Linked DNA regions of Mus musculus: regions 1 and 2 are each linked to region 3. A link is a contact called in public ChIA-PET and HiChIP or PLAC-seq data. All regions are on one chromosome and are shown on one strand. Each heading gives the region's core, a stretch centred on a gene start, on an enhancer-like site or on the middle of the called end of the contact. The rest is flanking DNA. Distances are from core to core; before and after follow the strand shown. Region 1 overlaps 1700030L20Rik (RIKEN cDNA 1700030L20 gene). Region 2 has its middle 58 kb from the start of Ppp3ca. Region 3 has its middle 15 kb from the start of 1700006H20Rik.

Region 1 (3,437 bases), core at 178-2,677, 500 kb before region 3:
CGGCATTGTTTGGGGAGTCTCTTAGACTCACTAATCAGCAACTAGAAAGGGGATTTCTCATGCCTGGTACTGGAATGATATTTTAGTTACTCTGACTCTTGAAGGGATTATTTTCAGACTAAATGAATTAACACCATTTATGCTCTATATGTGTGCATATATATATATGTGTGTGTGTGTGTGTGTGTGTGTGTGTTTAATATATATGGCTTTTTCAAACATCCTCAAAATGATTTTTCTCTTCTCCTGCCTCTCCTTCTGAGTTGACCTCCCATTCTCCTTTCCAGTTTAAACCCCTCCCCCTTTCTCATTTCTCCCCTCAGAGCACTCATATCCCCCATTACCCTCTCTAACCCCTCCCCCACACATACACAGACACTTGCATGACGCCATTTTACTTTCCAGGTGTCTGTTTTAGAAATGGTAATTCAAAAAAATTCCTCAAATTTGGTCATATAAAATACCTGAAATTGTGTATAATAAAAAGGATGATGTTTGTTAATTAAAAATAAATCCATTTATGGTGAGTAATCCGTCATGCTCTGCCTTCTGAACAGCGGTTGCTCATTAACTCAGCCTGCCCGACCTTCACAGAGGCCTCTGTATAAATGCCAGTAGCATGGCTTCTCCCTGCCCATTTAGAACCATGGCTTTCCTCCCCATAGAAGCAATAATGCACAACACTAACAGTAAAGAAACTGCTTTACTTCCAGGTTCCTGAAAGAAATACATGCAAAAAGAGGCGGAGAGGGTGTGCACTGAAGAACAGCACATGCCCAGAATTTCATTTCCCTCGTCAACTATGAATGTAAATTGAATATTTAAAAAAAGAAACTCAAGGGTTTGAAATTTTCTGATTTCTTTTCTATCTAATGCATTGATTATGGACTGTCCTTGGCCTATGTGTGTTTCCAGATATCAACTGATTTTTCCCCCTAAATTTTTAGGTCCCATTTTGTATCTGTCATTCCCTGCTTGATTCATCATGGTCCTAACAAGTCCTAACAAATAGAAGTGGTGGTTTCCTGAAAATTGCCTCAGATGTTTTTAAAAGATACAGAGATTCTTTAGAGCTTGCAAAGGTTTAAACAGTGGCCATTTCTTTCCCTGGGTAGTGAGTCATAATTAGTCAACAGTTTTCAAAGTAGAAATCTTTTTCTCTGTCTCCTAAGTAACCTGCATGATCTAAGACCTCATTGTTGCCTATAAAGAAATGTCAAGTCAGGGCACCAAAGGGCAACATGAACTTAGCATTTTTTTATTTGGATAGAAATCCCCATGGTCTTGAAAACAGTGAACTTAAGGACACCGAATTTGGTCAGAACAAGAACCGACGCAATTAAATTGAGCAGGAAAATAACAAGGCAGGGCACAAGCATGAGGTGTCAAAGGGCAGGATGACTTCCAAGAGCTAACAGGACCTTTGAAACTAGGGGTCATGAAGCAACAACATCTCTGTTTCTAACTTGCTGCTGCTACCTCTACTCAACATGGGTTTGGGGAACTGCTGTGGTCAGTGCTGACCCGCAGCTGGTGTGAGGCTTTTACTACTGAAACTCAGAACCTCACCGTGCTTTCTTACTGCAGTCTCTGTGAGGAGATCGATTCTGTTCACTCCATACACAAAGTTGTGTGCCAGAAGCACATCTGAACCCGAGATGCCTCAAAGCCACTGAATCTGGATGACTAAAATCAAGCTACAAAATAAAATGTTTAGGGTATCTCTCTGTCTCTGTCTCTGTCTCTGTCTCTGTCTCTCTCTCTCTCTCTCATGTGTGCGGTGTGTGTGAGAGAGAGAGAGAGAGAGAGACAGAGACAGAGACAGAGACAGAGACAGAGACCCTAAACATTTTATTTTGTAGCAGAGAAAGAGAGAACGCCTCTGTGTGTGTGTGTCCATGGAGGCTAGAAGGGTGGTAGGAGGGGAAGAAGCCAAGCCACAAGGGGTTTGCATACCATGGGGTTAGGTCTCAGGCACACAGCATGCTCAGAAATCCCAGTGGAGATCTTGGGGGAGATCTCTGAGCTTTTCAAGTCTTTCTCCACCAGCCCAGATTCATTAACACAGCATTTCTCCCTCAACATAATGCAAGTCATCTGGTTCAGAGTTGTCTGGTTTTGGAGAGCAACCCCTGCTAGGGAGTTTATCTGTAGTTGAAGGGACTTGAGACTGTCTGTATTGGAAGCCATTGCCTGGTCAAGCTTGTCTTGGCAGTCTCCAGTAAGCTGGTTGTGTCTGGATGAAGGCAGCTGTCGTGGCTTCAAGAGATCCAGGAAAGATGGTGGGTGCTATTCCTTCCAGCAAAGGAAGGAACATCTCTTGTCTCCATCTTGCCTAGAGCAGCATCTGCCTTCCTTTCCTCATAGAGATAAACAGGTGGTATAGTCACCACAGGAATGCAAAATTCTGGCAGGTGAATGTCTGCCCAGGGGGTTATTTTATTTTCCTTATACCAGAAGAAGAGAGAGGATAATGCACACATTAAGCCTATAACAGTTTGGTTGGCAGCACATCAAGTGGTCTGTTGGTATAAGCCTAGGAAAAAGGCACAGGGTAGTTGTTAGAGTAATCTTAATCCCGGGTTGGCATTCTTGAAAGGGGAATCAGGTGACTTCCACCTGTGCTGCAGTAAGGAAAGCAGAAAGGGATGGAGGTGACTTATCTCATCTGCTTGAGGTAGCTGAGAGAGGAAAAGGCACAATACTTAGGTATCTGGAATAGACAGTAACAGCTTGCCTGTGAAAAATAAACTGTCTGAAGTAGGTGACCTTATTTTTATTAATTGAATATTAAATAATATTTGTTAATGTAGTCCTTTTGACCTGTGGGATGTAGATCCAAGGTGATTCTCTGAAGCGTAAAAGAATTTTTAAGTTTACAAAAGTAGATAAACTTTAGATATGTCAGTATTACCACTGTTTGCAATCTATATACAATTTTGGGTTAAAACCATGAATATTCTTTTAGGTATTCCTATTATTAGAGAAGAATAAGCATTTAAACAAAACTTAGACAAAGAATCACAAAAATTTTAAGTTTGGGGTGGGCTGTATTGTCCTAGCCATGCCATCTCAAATCTTAGCAGTGAACCCCTGCCTGTCATTCCTGAAATTTGGGTCTTACAACTCTATGATGGCTAGCACGTGTAGTCAGCCCTGAGGATTCAACTTGGCAGTGTGCATCTGGTGAGGCCAACAGTCTGGCTGGTCTGATGGGTCCCTGGGATCCTTTTCATTTAGATGCCAAGACTCGGGGAAGAGCCTGCTCTGCTTCTGCTGTCAGTGGTGCAGGTGCCCACCAGGCAGGCAGGTCCCTCTTCCCTACATGTGCACATGTGCATACTGGATGTGCCTTGCCCACTGGCCATGCACCAAAATAGCCCAGCAGGTGGCAGCAGGAGGGGTGCAACTCTGTCTCTTTGACCCCTGAAAAGTAG
Region 2 (3,487 bases), core at 70-2,569, 330 kb before region 3:
ACTTTGTTCTAGTTTCTGTATATCACTCTCTCCGCCTCTCTTACCTGGGGCAGTTTCCACACTTTCCCTGAGGTTTCCTTTGGAGACCTTCTGTGGATTTCCAGACAGAGTCGAACATTTATAACTACATCTCAGAGACACAAAGCACATTTGTAGAAAGTCATAAAAACGACCTTGGTAATAAACCCCAGGGTGTGGCTGTTACACACAGATGGCAGCTTCTAAGCGCTCACAATTCATGGGCTGCCCAACGGTGATCCACAGTTTCAACTGCAGACCTTGGGAAGTAAGATTTTGTTGCTACTGAGTAAGTCTAATAAATGGATTTCATTTCAACATCACTGTATAAAATTATATCTGTTTGCCTTTTCCATGAGAATATTGGACTTTTAAATGTGTATCGCTGTTCTATAGCATCACAATTCATCAAAACTGTAGCTGTTTCTGCACATGCTCAGACATTAGAATATACTTCAGAAAAGTCACAACATGGAAGTTGCTCTTTCATAGGTACCAATTTCCCAAAGAGAGGGTAGCTGTCAATTTAAAGGAGCTAAGGCTCCCGTTTAATCTTCTGTGTATGTAAACATGAGCAAGAAGCCAAAACTTATCTTGATCCAGTGATGTCCACAAGGGACACCTGTTTCAGTATTTATTTTTGTATAACATACAAGACCCGAGAGCTTTTAAGACTACAGCCGGGCGGTGGTGGCGCATTCCTTTAATCCCAGCACTTGGGAGGCAGAGGCAGGTGGATTTCTGAGTTTGAGGCCAGCCTGGTCTACAGAGTGAGTTTCAGGACAGCCAGGGCTATACAGAGAAACCCTGCCTGAAGAAAAAAAACAAAAAAACAAAAAACAAAAAACAAACAAACAAAACAAAACAAAACAAAAGACTACTGTGAGCAAGGCTAAATTCATTGTTCTGTTAGAACAGGTTAGACCTTGGCATGACTGATCTTTGTAAGTTATAGTCTAACAGACAAGAATTTTGAGGGTTCCGTTGAGATAACAAAGGATGGATCATTTCTAACAAAACAAGCAACTGTTGTTTGATTGTTATTCTTACAGCTTGCTCATATTTATCCAGTTTAGCTAAGTAAACGTAGTTATTTGAATCCCTAACACCTACTGTTCTCATAAACAGGATACCCTATGTTCTGTATTAAGCTTATCCTGCGAATTGCTCACGGAAAAAAAAAAGTGAGGATATGAGATCAATTTTAAAAATGTGAATTTTTTTTTAGTGCCAGAAGCCTAGGCACTGCCATTAGCTATAAAAAGAACTGGTGGGAGGAGGATGTGGTTCCTGCCGAAGATACACAGCACTCTCTGGCAGCCACATCCTGCCATCCTATGGCTGGTTCAACCCAAGTACCACATGATAGTTTTCTTAAATGATAAGCTATTACGTGTTGTTGTAAAGTGAGACCATTAAAAGAGAGTAGTGTCTTTGAAGGCTAATAGGTATCTACAGTTGTAGCAAAGATAGGGATTGGAGCTTTGCAAGTATCATACAGAAATGAGAGAAAGTCTTAAGGTCTCTTATGAAATATAAAAAATAAACCATCATAGAAATAAATGGGGAAATATGCAAAAGCACAAAAAAGTTCCTCACATTTAATTCCTCTGACACATTGCACATAGCATTTGCTCCACTAGACTATACTCGTATGTGTATTTATATTTATTAGTTCTGATATGGATCTTTAATGCCCCTACAAATTCATGGTCTGAGTACTTGTTCCACAAACAGTGGAAAAAAGAGCTAGTAGGGCTGTTTCTACAGCCTATAGGACCTTTGCAACCCTGGTCCTGGCTGCCACATGTCATTAGGGGTACATGGTTGGAGGTTGTTGTTTATTGTTGTTGTTGTTTGTTCTTTTAACCTACCTCCGTTTGGGTCCTGTTCTCTGATTCCTGATCTTTTGGCATGCAAGCAACCAACACCTCATGGTCACTCTGCCACAGACTGAGCTGCTCCACTGTGCCCCCCCAATTATGATGGACTACCTCTGATACCATGTGCCGAAATCAACCTCTCTTCCTTTGAGTTGCTTCTGACTGATACTTTGTCCTAATGATCATAACACTTTAGAAATTATGTTGATTTTACAAATAAATTGATGTGTTTTTACAAAATTGAAGTCATGTGATACACAATCCAGCTAGGATGTTGCTAGAGAGAAATGGCATTAGTCTCCTTTGGTCACTTAGTATTAAATTATAATGATTTTGCTATGTTACATATTCTTTGAAAACATTGTATGTCTCTAATATCACAAGACGTCAATCCTCCTCAAACATTAACAGAAATCAAAATGGCCTTGGCACCTTTTCCAGTTTCTAAATTAATGCATATCAGGTAGAGCCACAAGTGTGATTTCCTATATTTCATTGGATAGTTGAACACAAAGGTCTTTATTACTTTATACAAACCTGATCTTTCAATTGTGGGTTTATATTACTTTAAATATGACCAATCATTTAAATGCTTTCTAACAATTTATATTACAGGTGAATATTACTTTTCTTTGTCTAAATTCTTTGTGTTACATAATACATTCTAGATTTTCTAAGTTTACGTTCAAGTGGCATGTTCTTTTAGTTTCCTTTATCCCAAGAAAAGGAAACATTTCATCACATTTTCAATGTTGACCTCCCAAAACTAGAAACAATTCTACAACTGTTTTCTTAAAGCTATTTTCTAGGAAACCTTTACATTTGCAGCACTTAAACCCCTAGTTAGTGTAGTTATCATAGACATTTTCTCACATAATGGTGTGCTATTTACTAATGTTCTGATCTTGACAGACCAGTTTTGTTTTCTCAGCTTTAAATACTTTTATTGATTTGGACTTGGGGGTGTTTTGGTTTTGTTTTTGCTGTTGTTTTTGTGATTGCTGTTGCTGATGCTGTTTCTGCTGCTGTTGTTGTTTCTGTTATTGTTGCTACTTCTGCTTTTGCTACTGCTGTTTTCTGAATACTAGGATCAAACCCAGAGACTCTGGTCATGATAAACAAGTACTCTGATGTGCCACCTATCCACCCCAGGCCATTATTTAATTGTAGTTTCTTAAAAAACTTGTTTTGCTTTTTAAAAAGTAGGAGTCTTTAAAAAGAATACTAGCTTTTCCACGATGCTGTGCCAGTTTCCCAATTCCTTGCTTGTTTGCCTTTTCCTCTCCTTTCCCTTCGTTCCCTTCACTCCTCTTCATTTCCCATCCATCCTCTCATTTTCATTTTTTCTGTTGTTTATTTGTTTGTTTGCACAGGTTTTAAATAATGCGAATGAGCCCTAACAGTTAATTGTGTGCCACACTTATTGAATAACCATTCCCTTTTTCCTATTATAATGTACATGATCATATTAAAATTTGATTTGCACACTGGTACATTAGTCTGGATGGAAATTGCAGGGAATATGAACTGTCATAAAAATGTTGTTTTTAGGAAATTGCTTGAGGAAACACATGGATGACAACAAA
Region 3 (3,684 bases), core at 1,175-3,674:
AAATAATGTATACAAGGAACATCCCTAACTAGGCCCATGATGATGTGTTTACTTTCATTTTTTAATTCATACATAGTAACAAACACACAAAGAACAAAATGTACCTATCTCTGATGACCATATTGTCAAGAGGCAACTGACATACTGGAATTTGTGTTAATGATGGAGATCCAGAAGGAGAGTCTGCTTTAAGGAAAGACTGGAGAAACTTAACAGGTAAACAACAGAGGTCCTGTTAGCGATGATATTCCAAAAGACAGTGCTGACTTTGGAAAAGCATCTACTTATCATACCATTCAAGTGACTAGGAAACGAGCCTGCATTCCATGAGTATGGCTTCACTCGAAGGGTGAGAGACATTGCAAGTTTGACACTGTAACGCCTTAAGGACAACGGCATGAAAGGATGGAAAGTAACCTGCTCCATATCTAAATGTCCCCGAAGCAGTAGAGGATGGAATATCACTTTAACAACAAGATTTAGGGTATCCTGTCAATTTTTCAATCTAAGCCATTGCTTCAAGATTTTGTGTTTGCAGACACTCTGTCTTGGGGCTGAGCTCTGCAACCCAGTTAAACACAATACTCTGTGGGTTTAATATTTTATAGACAGACAAATGATAGCAGCTGGAAAAAGACAGCAACAGCCTAGGTTAGGTAGGGAGACTTGCAGGATAACCTGAGCTGTGTGGAGTGGTATTTGGGACCGCCTGCATTATGGGGAGAGAGAACTGGGTCAGCCTGAGCTACAGGGAGAAAAGCAGTGGACAGCCCAGGCTACCCCTTCCACATTTTCCTCTGTGTATCCCAAACCATCTTACTTTTTCTGGGCAAACCTAGCTGGAAAGAGTTTCCTATAGATTAGCAAAGTGGTGGTGGTGGAATTGAGCTTATAACCTGAGATCTCAAAAAAGGTTGATTTAACTTCCAGTCCAAAGGCATTCTTTTTAGGTTACACAGACTGAGCATCCCTTGTCCAGAATTCTTAGAACCAGAAATGTTTCCAATTTGGGGGATTTTTGACATTTTATAATAAGATTGATTAGACTTAACATTGAGATCCCCTATCAGAAATACCCCAAAATCCAAGATGTTTGGAGTTACCTTACAAAGTCTAAGGATTCAGACTTCTGGCTTAGAGGTGTTCAACTTATGTTTTCAAACAAAATTTCTAATACCAAATACTAAGGATGGCTAGGTTTGTTCTCAGAAACTCCACAGTGGCTGTAAGAATTAGTCTTGCTTCTTCAAGGTGACATACAAGGTTACTCACCTTGTGATTCTCAGCAGTCAGCTGACTTTCCAGTCTCATGCCTACTTGACTTCAGCCATGTTTGACTGGACCTAGTGCTTGGGTAGCCATAGGCTGCTTAGGTCTCTTATTCACTCATGCATTCTCTGAAAATACCAGATTCATCTTTAGATTGGGGTGAAACACAGTCCTTCCTGGGAAGAGAGATGTGTCCTATATGTCCTGTGTTTTCAACATTTACTTCTCTCACACACAACACAATGGGGAGAATAGCTGCTTCTCTTCGAAGTTTTGGAGGGAAACATGAGAGACTTGGTGTCTTTTGGAGGAAGAAAAAGGCAAGCAGGAATACAGATTTTTCTCCACGTGCACTCACAATGTGGGACTCTCTATGACTCCACGCAGCAAATGTTCAAAGAAGAATGGATTGGAGCTTTGCCATTGAAGGATCCAAGTCCTTGTACAAATTCCCTAGAGCCGGAAGTTAAGGTGTAATTTTCTTTTATTCTACCGGTCTCATCACGACTACTGCGTTCACCATTACAACTTGTTTTATCAGAGTTTGGTTTTGATTTTAATGCTTTTTGGGGGGTCAGCAAGATAACTCAGTAAGTAAACGCACTTGCAATCAAGCCTGACGGTCTCAACCCCCAGAACTCACGTAGTGGGAGAGAACTGACTCCAGCAAATTTTCCTCTGACCTTCACGTGCATGAAATGGCTGGTGCATGTGTGCAGAGACACACATATAAGCTAATGTTAAAATAATACTTATTGACTGTATATTGAGCACAGCCTACCTTAAAGAACCATAGAATGACATTGAAGTTTTAGCATGAGAGAACTAATCCTTTGGGTTCCAGGAAGCACTTCCTTTGTAGTCTTTTGCTAAAAGATAACACATTGGGAAAGGAAACCACAAGCTCTTTGCCAGCTTCAAACACCCTAGTGAGAAATAGTTAATCACAGTTCTGACAGGTCCTTTGGAAGGATGATAAATACAGGTCTGTTTATAGAGAAGAGACTGTTGGGGCATGGGACAGTGGGATGGGTGCTGGAACTCAGAGAGAGGGCTGATGGGGTATACTGATTCTACAGCTCTCAGTGCTAGGTGGAAACTCATTAGAACAACGAAATTCAATACCCAGGCTGCTCTGTCACCATGTTTGAACGGAAGTATGAGTCAGCATCTGTGCATACGTGCTGGCTTGTAGGAGATGAACCACACTGGTATAGATATGAGTCTGCCCTACTCTCCTACTTGCCACAGGGCTGTGAGACCTTTTCTGAGCTTCATAAAATCCTATTCCAGTCTTGGCCAAATGACTGATGAATTTTTAAGCTCTCTGCCTGAATTAAAAGAAACGATGTAAATGAAGAAATTGGCAGGGTATAAAACAGGAAATGCTCATTGTAGTCAGCAGCCTGCCAAGTTACACGAAGGCTTACTTATTCTGTGACTGAAACTCCTGTGTGTGTGAGGTGGCGTCGCCTGAGAGTGTTTGTGTGATCAGAAAAACCTAGTGAGAGGAATGGTACTCATCTCCAGCCTTCCTACAAGGATTAGTTGGGGAGAGAGGGCAAACTGGGAAGCAGTGAGAGAAGATGTAAGAGCAAAGAAGCAAGTCAACCATTGTGGAACCACTTGGCTTAAAGCATGGGAGGAATGATTGTGAAAGATGCAACCGGATACAGCTTGATGAGTAGTTTGCATCTGGAAGCCTTCCGTGCATAAAACCACATACCTGGTAGACTATATGTAAAGCACAGAGGCACTGCTGTTATTAGGACCGTGTAGCTTCAGGATTAACTTGGTGGATGGACAGTATCATCAAGGACATGGGTTGTCCCCATCCTTCTCAGGATGTTGGCATCTGTCCTCAGCTGCAGAGAACTATCCATAAGCACCTGGCATTGCTAGCTCACACAACACTGTCTGGCTAGTGGAAAATAACAGCAAAAATAACCTATAAATACAGCAAAGCCCAATTTATTGCTCATTGCAGCAATGTAACCACTACCTCAGCAGGGTCACAGTAAATCCAGATGGGTGGAAGGCAGAAGCAAAATATTTATGATGTTTTGTTTAGTTGAGGTTGGTCTTTCCACGTAGGAGTCTAATAAAAATCAGACCAAGTTTGTGGCTCTGTGGGTTAAAATTGGTACACACAGCAAAGGAGGCATTTACTAAGAGAGTTTTGAGGAGAGCAGTAAACATCTAGACAAGGATGAGACTTTGTTTCCTCCTCAAACTCACTAAGCTATTTTTATGACAACTAAAGCTGTGTGTGTGTGTGTCTGTGTGTGTGTGTCTGTGTGTGTGTGTCTGTGTGTGTGTGTCTGTGTGTGTGTGTGTGTCTGTGTGTGTGTCTGTGTGTGTGTCTGTGTGTGTGTCTGTGTGTGTGTGTCTGTGTGTGTGTGTGTGTCTGTATGT

What was found. ChIA-PET counts read pairs in DNA pulled down with a chosen protein or histone mark. HiChIP or PLAC-seq counts read pairs in DNA pulled down with a chosen protein or histone mark.
Region 1: an HNF4G HiChIP or PLAC-seq map of pancreatic cancer cells shows a contact between it and region 3. The contact joins two enhancer-like sites. A contact is called at or near these places in 2 of 39 promoter capture datasets (embryonic stem cells and pre-B cells) and 1 of 115 datasets of contacts at active chromatin or transcription factors (pancreatic cancer cells).
Region 2: an RNA polymerase II ChIA-PET map of effector CD8 T cells shows a contact between it and region 3, with 5 read pairs. The contact joins two enhancer-like sites. A contact is called at or near these places in 5 of 39 promoter capture datasets (HPC-7-derived erythroid cells, embryonic stem cells, liver and 2 more), 1 of 15 datasets of contacts at CTCF or cohesin (the NIH/3T3 cell line) and 1 of 115 datasets of contacts at active chromatin or transcription factors (effector CD8 T cells).

Annotation. Positions count from the first base shown.
Region 1 is chr3:136,438,949-136,442,385 of GRCm38.p6, forward strand. All of the region lies in intron 3 of 1700030L20Rik (RIKEN cDNA 1700030L20 gene), which reads right to left. Among named protein-coding and RNA genes, the nearest start is that of 1700030L20Rik, 8.7 kb to the right of the region's middle. Within about 2 kb of position 1,428, at least 29 of the 459 cell types and tissues checked have an H3K27ac peak or open chromatin away from gene starts, as enhancers often do. A contact at or near this core is called in pancreatic cancer cells, where this site is marked.
Region 2 is chr3:136,610,557-136,614,043 of GRCm38.p6, forward strand. No RefSeq gene overlaps it. Among named protein-coding and RNA genes, the nearest start is that of Ppp3ca, 58 kb to the right of the region's middle. Within about 2 kb of position 1,320, at least 82 of the 459 cell types and tissues checked have an H3K27ac peak or open chromatin away from gene starts, as enhancers often do. A contact at or near this core is called in effector CD8 T cells, where this site is marked.
Region 3 is chr3:136,938,772-136,942,455 of GRCm38.p6, forward strand. No RefSeq gene overlaps it. Among named protein-coding and RNA genes, the nearest start is that of 1700006H20Rik, 15 kb to the right of the region's middle. Within about 2 kb of position 2,425, at least 86 of the 459 cell types and tissues checked have an H3K27ac peak or open chromatin away from gene starts, as enhancers often do. A contact at or near this core is called in effector CD8 T cells and pancreatic cancer cells, where this site is marked.